Linked DNA regions of Mus musculus: region 2 is linked to region 1. The links are chromatin contacts, called in public promoter capture Hi-C maps. All regions are on one chromosome and are shown on one strand. Each heading gives the region's core, a stretch centred on a gene start, on an enhancer-like site or on the middle of the called end of the contact. The rest is flanking DNA. Distances are from core to core; before and after follow the strand shown.

The links. Promoter capture Hi-C pulls out the DNA fragments that hold promoters and counts their contacts.
Region 2: a promoter capture Hi-C map of hippocampal neurons shows a contact between it and region 1, with 2.4 times the contacts expected there. The contact joins the enhancer-like site here to the promoter of Alg2 in region 1. A contact is called at or near these places in 6 of 39 promoter capture datasets (the C10 cell line, cranial neural crest, frontonasal cranial neural crest and 2 more), 10 of 115 datasets of contacts at active chromatin or transcription factors (acute myeloid leukemia, astrocytes, bone marrow-derived macrophages and 6 more) and 1 of 9 other capture datasets (adipose tissue).

The regions. Positions count from the first base shown.
Region 1 is chr4:47,471,639-47,476,203 of GRCm38.p6, reverse strand. Alg2 (asparagine-linked glycosylation 2 (alpha-1,3-mannosyltransferase)) reads left to right here and starts at 1,837. Exons shown (of 2, transcript NM_019998.3): 1 at 1,837-2,265; 2 at 3,746-4,565. The coding sequence starts at 1,918. It overlaps Sec61b (Sec61 beta subunit), which reads right to left and starts at 1,543. Exons shown (of 4, transcript NM_024171.2): 1 at 1,451-1,543; 2 at 1,195-1,292. The coding sequence starts at 1,453.
Region 2 is chr4:47,946,833-47,951,397 of GRCm38.p6, reverse strand. Gm46853 (a long non-coding RNA gene) reads left to right here. Exons shown (of 3, transcript XR_001784289.2): 1 at 1-1,741; 2 at 2,681-2,876; 3 at 3,300-4,565. Among named protein-coding and RNA genes, the nearest start is that of Gm46853, 4.8 kb to the left of the region's middle. Within about 2 kb of position 2,352, at least 58 of the 459 cell types and tissues checked have an H3K27ac peak or open chromatin away from gene starts, as enhancers often do. A contact at or near this core is called in acute myeloid leukemia, adipose tissue, hippocampal neurons and 1 more, where this site is marked.

The DNA.
Region 1 (4,565 bases), core at 588-3,087:
GCATGATTTAAGGCAAGAGCTAAGGAAGAGGGCTTGGGCAGGTGTTCTGTCAAAGCAGAGGAGATGAACATGCAGATGTAAATAGTAGTATCCTATTACAACTACAATCCTAGCACATAGGAGGTGAAGGAAGGATGATCTGAGTTCAACCCTAGGTTGTGTGGGAATGTCTAAAAAGAAACTAACTAACTAAAAAAAAAAAAAAAAGAAAAGAAAAGGAAAGAAATGGTAGTAAGCTCAGAATTGCTGGCTCACAGGAGGGAGAAAGGAGAGGCGTGGAATCCCTCTGAAAGCCTTTTTTAACAGGCACCACCAGAAACTTACAGAGAACCTAAGTGGAAGAGCAACTGGAGGGTGAATAGTGGTGTAAATTCAAAGCAGAAGAAGTTGAGGGCTAAACTGGGGGGACAGAAATGGAGGAAAAAAAGTAGTGAGGTCTTCCTATGAAATATGGCATATGACTGTACAGAGAAGACACACCAAATTAAAAAAGATAAATAACTGGAGTTTCTAGATTTCTATAAATAAGCAGTGACATTTAAAAATAAGGAGACCCTGAAGCTGGAAAAGTGGCTGAGAGGTTAAGAATACCTGTTGCTCCTGCAGAGAACCCCAAATCGGTCCCCAGTACTCATATGGTAGCTCACAATCATTCATAACTGCAGTTTCAGGTGACCTCCAAGGACACCAGGCAAGAAAGAGATGCGCGCGCGCACACACACACATACATACACACACACACACACACACACAGGTGCGTGCAATACACACACATACACAAAATAGACTTAAAAAGAAAGACACACACACAGCTGGGATGGGGAACCAGGGTGACAGACTGTGTAAGACACATTTTGTTAAACTGAGTGTGTATGGGACCTCCATATGGAAGACTGAAAGGTAAAGCCTCAGACACACCAGCTTTATGCCAACGCTTTTCCTAAAGTTATTCCTGATCCTAGTCTAATTTACCTTTAACTAAAGTGGTGCGTGCAGCTGATCAAGGAGAGGAAAACCATGCCTCCCTCCTAAAGGGCCTTTAACTAACTAGATGGCCACGTCAGCTCGGGCTCACTCGGCCCCTATTAATCTTTCCATCCTGGAACTCCTCCTTCCAGCAATGCAATGCAACCCTGGGTACCTAGCCTCCTCCAGCCATAACCGGGCGTCCCCCGCAAGCCCCCAGCCACTTACCTCTGCCGAACAGTGGATCCCGCAGCCCGTGCGGCCACCGCTTTGCTGGGAGAGCGGCCAGAGGAGCCCACGTTGGTGCCACTGGGCGTTGGACCCGGCTGCAGAGGGAAGCAGACAAACAGTGAACATCGCGGGTCAAATCCTCTTCACACCCCCGACCCCACACCCACCCGAGAAGCTGGGAAGAGCAATGAGGTCCCAGAAAGGAAGACCAAGATAGGGGCTAGTGCACCCCATGGAAGCGGGGACCGCGCACCATGCTGATGCCTAAGAACGGTGGGCACAGGAGGCAGGAAGAGGGAAGTCGTGAAGTTGCCGAGCACTCAGAACTCTCGTAGATACAGGCTCTGGCACCGCCCCCCGGCCGGCTGGCAGGGCCTTCGCAGACTCTTGGATGACTGGGCTGTCCTGAGATATGCCTGTAAAGATTACGCCGACAACAACTGGGCCGTGTGAAAGTACAGCCCTTTCGCTTCTTTTATGTAATTTATTTAGCGTGCTTAATATGGTCAAACATCACCAAATTGCAAGCTTTGGACAGGTCCACATGAGAAATTGAGTCAGGCATTTTCTTAGCGCCCACAAGCTTATCGCTGATGTGGCCTAAACTAACGCAGGCGTAGTTGCGCTGGCTCGGCTTTCAGTAGCCAGAGGGGGCCAGGGGCGGAGCTTGCAGGAGCTTGCAGAAGCTCGCGCGGAGAGCGCAAGCGCGGCTCATCTACCATGGCCGAAAACCTGTACCGAGCCCGTTCCCGGGTTTACAGCCCATCTGTGCTGTTTCTGCACCCAGACATGGGTATAGGCGGAGCCGAGCGCCTAGTGCTGGACGCGGCGCTGGCGCTGCAGGAGTACGGCTGTGATGTGAAGATATGGACCGCGCACTACGACCCGAACCACTGCTTCATCGAGACCCGCGAGCTCTCGGTGCAATGCGCAGGGGACTGGCTGCCTCGCAGCCTGGGCTGGGGCGGCCGCGGCGCCGCCATCTGCTCCTACGTGCGCATGGTCTTTCTGGCGCTCTACGTGCTGTTTCTCTCCGGCGAGGAGTTCGACGTGGTGGTGTGCGACCAGGTGAGGCCGCCACCAATTCTTGGCTGGGGGGGGGGGGGGGGGGCGGCGCCGAGAGGGGGGGAGGGACCGCTGTTCTAGGTTTTTAGGAACTGTCCAGCAGGAGTCCCCAGGGAGAGAACGGCCACCAATTTTAGTATGGATAGACCCTTTAAAATGGCAGATCTCAGGGACATCTCTCCCCCGCCCCCTTCCTTTCGTTGAAGATCCTTGAGGTAGGGCTTATGTGTCTGCATTTTAAATGTTTAGCCTTGGGACTAAAATGATTGGATCCAGGTGGTTGCTGGCATTAAAAGACGACTTCCGGCCACACCTTGTATGTGACTCAATTTACTCTTCTTTCTTCTCCGTTATTCCTTTGTCTCTGCTTTCAGGTCCCATCCATCCCACCCTTCCAGTCTTTCTAATACTGCCATTCCAGTACTTAGCAGTGCCACGGATTAAAGTCAAGCTAAACATATCGTTTCCCCATTAGGGTCCCCATTGGTCTTTGGAGAAAAATCCAGTTATTTTGTCTATACAAGTGTCTGAGCTTGCATATCAAAACCAGAGGTCAGCTAATATTCACCTGAACATTGGAGTCAGGCTCTCTCACTGAACCTGGAACTGAAAGATTGAGCTAGACTTTTGGACAGGTGTGCACTGCCATACCCAACATTCCTGGAGCCAACCCTCAGTCCTCAGTGTTTTTTTTTTTTTAATTAAGAAGTAACATTTACTCAGGAGTAAAAGTTCAAATAGGAAGTATAATGTAAAAATTCCCTGTCCCCATCCTTGAGAGGGCGAGCCATTGTCAACAGTGTCTTCTGCATCCTTCCAGAAGTGATGTGTGGCCCTGGTAGTATATGTGTCTGTTTCCTGCTACATCTTATATGTACACAGCTGGGATCCAGTTTACCTGCTGTTGGACTTTTTGCTTTTGTTCTGCAAAAATTTGAAACATCTTGCTTATTGATATTCAAGATCCACATCAGTCTCTTCAGTGACTGGAAAGTCCCCTGTCCTGTAAATATTTCAGTCTTCCCTAAAAGACACTAACATTGCTGTGTGTGTGTGTGTGTGTGTGTGTGTGTGTGATCCTAGGTGTGACACTAGATATGACATCCTAATACTGCATTTATTTCACTTCTTACAGTCCTCTGAGGAATCTCCTGATAGTCATGGTCATTGTAAATGTCAGTAACAGTTTCCAGCCTTTACTTACAATGATGTCACCTTATTCTTCCAAGGTCTATACTTGGCTACCCAGTGCTCTTATCTAAGCTGACATGTGGAAATAGCCACAGTTGCTCCAGGGAATCTTTAATTATGATCCTGAGTTGCACTGAACCACCCTGAGGAAGCCGTATGTTCATGGTTAATGCAGACATTTACCCAGGTCCTATGGATTCAGTAATACCAGGCAGCTAGTCAACCAGGAAAAGGCTTATGGCCAAGGAGGTTAAGGCGACCAGTCACTTATCTACTGTTTTACCTTGGTTAGGTGTCTGCCTGTATCCCGGTGTTCAAACTGGCCAGACGGCGTAAGAGGGTCCTATTTTACTGTCACTTCCCAGATCTGCTGCTTACTCAGAGAAATTCAGCTCTGAAGAAGTTCTACAGGGCCCCCATCGACTGGATCGAGGAATACACCACAGGCATGGCAGACCGCATCTTGGTCAACAGCCAGTACACTGCTTCCGTCTTTAAAGAAACCTTCAAGACCCTGTCTCACAGAAATCCTGATGTGCTCTACCCATCTCTGAATATCGGCAGCTTTGACTTGGCTATTCCTGAAAAGATAGATGACCTCGTCCCCAAGGGGAAGCAATTCCTGTTCCTCTCTATCAACCGATACGAAAGGAAGAAAAATCTGCCCTTGGCACTGAGATCCTTGGTGCAGCTTCGGAATCGGTTACCATCTCAAGAGTGGGATAAGGTTCATCTCTTCATGGCCGGTGGTTATGACGATAGGATCCCGGAGAACGTGGAGCACTATAAGGAGTTGAAGAAAATGGTCCAAGAGTCAGACCTTGAGCGTCATGTGACCTTCCTGCGGTCCTTCTCGGACAGACAGAAGATCTCACTCCTCCACGGCTGCTTGTGTGTGCTCTACACTCCGAGCAACGAGCACTTTGGCATCGTCCCTCTGGAGGCCATGTACATGCAGTGCCCAGTCATCGCTGTTAATAACGGTGGGCCCCTGGAGTCCATTGTCCACAAGGTCACGGGGTTCCTGTGTGAGCCAGACCCAGTGCACTTCTCAGAAGCCATGGAGAAGTTCATCCACAAACCATCCTTAAAAGCCACGATGGGCCTCGCTG
Region 2 (4,565 bases), core at 1,103-3,602, 470 kb before region 1:
CTCTGCCTGACATAGACCCTTCAAGGGCAGAGGTTGTATCATGTTCATTGGTATCCTTACAGTTTCCAACATAGGTCAAAAGAAGTTAGCAGACTTAAGAGAATCTCGAAGAATGAGTTGAAAATGTATAGGCCAAGCAGGATAAAACATCCAAGAGGGAGCTCAGAAGGAGGTGAGTGCTGTAGTGGAGGAACCCCGGTGAGAGAGTGGAAGTTGTCTTAGGAATGGTGCAGGGCATGTTGATGGATCCATTGAAAGCAGTCACATGAAAACACTTAATCAAAGGAAAATCACTTGAAAAACTACTTACAATATGTGACACAGTACCCCCAGGTCTACATGTGACACAGTACCCCCAGGTCTACATGTGACACAGCATGCCCAGGTCTCAGCCTGGTCGACAAGCTTCACCTGCCTCATCTATGGTTTTGTTGGCTTCCCTTTGAAGGTTCATAAGGCAAATTTGAATTCTAGTTCTAGTCTCAACATGTTCAATTGTTATTGTTTATGTTGCAAAGTTCTTTATTCAAATGACCCAACTTCATCCACTTTCAGAAGGATTCCATGAGAAATTAGATTTTTATTTTTTTACCCAATCACCTAGTGACCAGATTCAATTCCCATCCATCTAGTTTCTAGGCCAGAAATCTGGACTTTATCCTTTTGTTTTTCTTATAGTGCTACAGCCAAAAGGAATCTCAGCTTTATTCCTTTGTCTTTATTTATATATAGCCTAAGTTCAAGTAATTTTTATCTGTCCTATAATTGCAAGAGCTACTAATGAACTGGTCTCCTGATTTGTATTCTCCTTTCCCTCCTCCCTCTCACTCTCTAGACAGACCAATCTGGCAACTGCGGTGATATCTCTTTCCATATAAAATGGAAAGCTTGTGATAAAACTCGAATCCCGTAAACCTTAATCATTTTTCAGGGCCCAGTTCAGTAGCATCGAGTACATTCATATTGTTAGCCAGTTATTACCACTGTATCAAACTATGACCACATTCAACGGTAATTCCTCTGGCTCTAAAAATTACAATTTGACTCAGTCTTGGAGTTAAAATTTTTTACATATAAGTAAAATCATACAACACTTTTTTTTTTCGTAGTTGGCTTATTTCATTAACACAATGTTCTCAAGGTTTGTCTGTGTTGGAGAATAGACTATATAATTCCCTTCCTTACTAAGACCAAATGGTAGTTGAGTGTGTGTGTGTGTGTGTGTGTGTGTGTGTGTGTGTGCACGCGCGCGTACCCTGTCTTGTCTGTCCATTCACACAGCAGTGCAGCCACAGGACTACTTAAACCATCACTCACAGGTTTACAGAAACATGTTTTCATTGTTCTCTCTATGACAAAACCCTCACTGACCCTATAGCTTTCACCCTATTTATTCTTCTCATTCACTTTCCACTTGATGTTGCCACAGACTTTGTCATGACTGGATCTCTCCCCGAAGGTTCTTCTTTGGTTTATAATGTTTTTTATTTGTATTTTATTTTCCCAGGATAAGTCCAACTTGCAGTTCAGACTCTGTTTCAGATGTCATCTTCCCCAGGGGGCTTTCCCCACCCCACCCCCTGGGTTAGGTATCTCCCTTTTGTGCTTCTAGAACATATATTTCTACCAATATATCTGGAGAGTACCCAGAGGCTGGCATATCTGGACATTCAAAAAAGAGTTTTGTTGTTGAGTGAATGAAGGAATAATGGGATGGAAAGCAGGAACAGCCGTGGACAAGGTGGGTAATGACAGAGTGGATTGTGGGAAAGACTAAATTCAGGTCACAGCAAGTGCGAAGAGGCAATCCTATGCAGTACACTGCCCAGGGACTTCATCTGTGCCCAGGAAGCAGTGGCCTTGCCTGCCCTGCACACACTGCAGAGGACATGAAGTTGTGGACATTTATTTTCTCCTGGTCTCATCTCCTTTGTAGGTGTTTTGGGACTTCCTAGGGCCATCTTAATAATTTTCTAGTCTGTAAAGGATGTCACACCCTTCCTGCCTTCCTTCTTTACCGATTTTCTCTCTTACTCTCCTGCTACTCTCAAGAAATAAATCATGCTTAGGTCACTTCAACTCAAGTGAGACTTTATTCTGTGAAGTGTGTAGTTTGTAAAAGGCTCAATGGGCTATTTTGGATCAAATAACTCTGTTTTCTTTAGCCATTTAAAATGGTCTATTTTCATTTTTTTCAGCCACTGCCTCATGAAAGGACCTAAGAATATCCCCAACTTAGTGTTAGATCCCGTAATTACATTTTCCCATTTTGAAAGCAGTTATGCAGTCCTTACAATAGAGTCAGCCCTGCTAAAAATAAACGCCAGGCAGTTCATATTAACTGTGTAATAATAACAGGCAACAAGGAGGCTCGGTGTCCAAATATGATGAAAACAGGAAGTTCGTTACACAAGCTGTTCTTTCCTGATAGATCTGAATTCTTAAAGCCTTAACTCAAAAATAATCCCTTCAGGTTATAAATAAAATCAGAGAATCGTCTCTTCTTTGTGGCTTAATGGGGATGAAATATCACAGCTAAATAAATGCACGGTTATGGATGGCTTGACGTGCCAGAACAGCCGGGGTTTGGGGGAGGAAGGAGTCTGTGTGGAGACCCTTGTCCTCACCCCTGGCTGCTGGAGGCATCTGCCTCAGGCTTTTTCCTCTGTTCTGAACCCAGGAACAAGTTACCAAGGAGACCTGCTTTCCGAGGACGCGATGGCAGCGAAGCAGAGAGCCTTCAGGTGTGGAGAAGATTTTTATTTTTCTCTGGGGAGAAAAAAAATATCCCTAGAGGAAAAAAAAAAAAAAAACACACAACTCCAAAGGCCATTCAGATAGCATCCTGCCTCCTCTGGGTCACAGTGCGTCCCAAGGTATGTCTGCTCCTCCCCTTAGCGCACGTCTCTTCCTTAGTGAGTGGCATTGGTTGCCAGGATTCACATGAGGTGGGCTTGGAGGTAGATTGTCACCAAGGCAGCCAGAGCAGCCTCCCTTCCTGTATACAAACCCCAGCCCTCCAGGGTGCTATGGCTCAGTGAGGAGGGACTTGGGACTCTGCCATCCACCTCTTCCAAGGGAACTTTTCATTGCCTATTGTCGTGGCTGTAAAAAGTGCTACGCGGCCCAGACAGTCATTCCAGCTTCCCTGCATTTTCTGTCACACAATAGAGATCAGGCTGGAAAGTGTAACCAAGTCTTGCCCACAAGATGGGGTTCAAGCAGGGAAAGGGATAAGAAAAATGTGTGTCGACGGTGGAGAGCAGACCTGACCCAGCGAATCTGGTTTCTTCTCCTAGGAGTGGATCAGCTGAGTCAGACTTTCCCGGAGGCAGAACAGCGTGGTTAAAAGACTGCAGCCATCAGTGATTCCAGCTTACTGCTTGCGTGGGGGTGGCGTACCTCTTCTTCCGGAGTGTGAACTTTTCTTTCACTACCCTGGTCCAGAAGCACATTCATGGAAGGGTATGTTCACTGTTTTCAGAGTAAAGACCCTCATCGAAAGGGTCACATCGTCAAGTCTCACCTTCAGAAACAGCCTCAAAATTCGGGCTTTTGATATTCTTTCCAAATGGGCTTAGATATACACTGGCTCTGATTGAAAACAAAACCAAGTCACACTTGACTCGAAACTTGTGCCCCTTGACAGGGTGACTGTATTGGGTGCTGTGAATTTTGTAATTTATACACTTGTGTATATCCATGCTTCTGTCATTATGTAACAATGTATCTATTCATATTAACTATTTAGGATCTATCCTAGATTTTGTAATGCAGTTTGGACATTTCTTCATTTCCTAAAATACTGATGTTCTCAGAACCTGGACCCGATCTGACCTATCTGTGACCCCAAGCCTGACCTTCTCTACCACTGAGCATCCCCAGGGACAGAAGCCAGGACTATGGAGATGTTCCCTCTCAGTGGACGGGTGCATATCCTTAAACTTATTCGTGCTGCGAACTCTCCCAGGCAGCTTGTTAGAATCTCTGCCCAGACCTAGTCTCTTGGCTCAGGGAGTCTGGGACTATTCTTTGGAAAATACTGCAACAGATTGTAGAGGGAATTGTTGGGAGAAGTCAAAGAGGGAGAGAGGCCTCCTTTGGGAAACAATACTGATTCTCTCTGGGAGTGGTGAGGATTCTGTCTGCCATGGGGAAATTTCACCTACTAAGATCAATAAAGAACAAAGGGACCTGGTGTGAGAGAGAAGGCAGGTGGCAGGGGATATCATTTCCCCAGGACACTGGGGACACATTTGAAGAAGCAGTCTGTGAGGGTGAGCAGCTATATCAGGGGGCTGTAGGAGAGAGGTGGCCTTTGGGGACCTCACTGTGGGAAATCATGAAGCCTCAGGGTAGAGCTACATACTAGGAAGTGGAAGATCTGTGGAGCCTGGTGTAGGAAGCAGCCCACACTTACCCACCATCTTTTGTAACAACAAACAGTAGTATTCAGCTGCAGTTGCTTACACGTGTGTGCATACTGGAGACCGACTTCTAGAAGACTGACTTTTTTTTTTAACAAAGAAGAAATATTAACAGTTCTTAGAGAAGGGAGGGAGCTA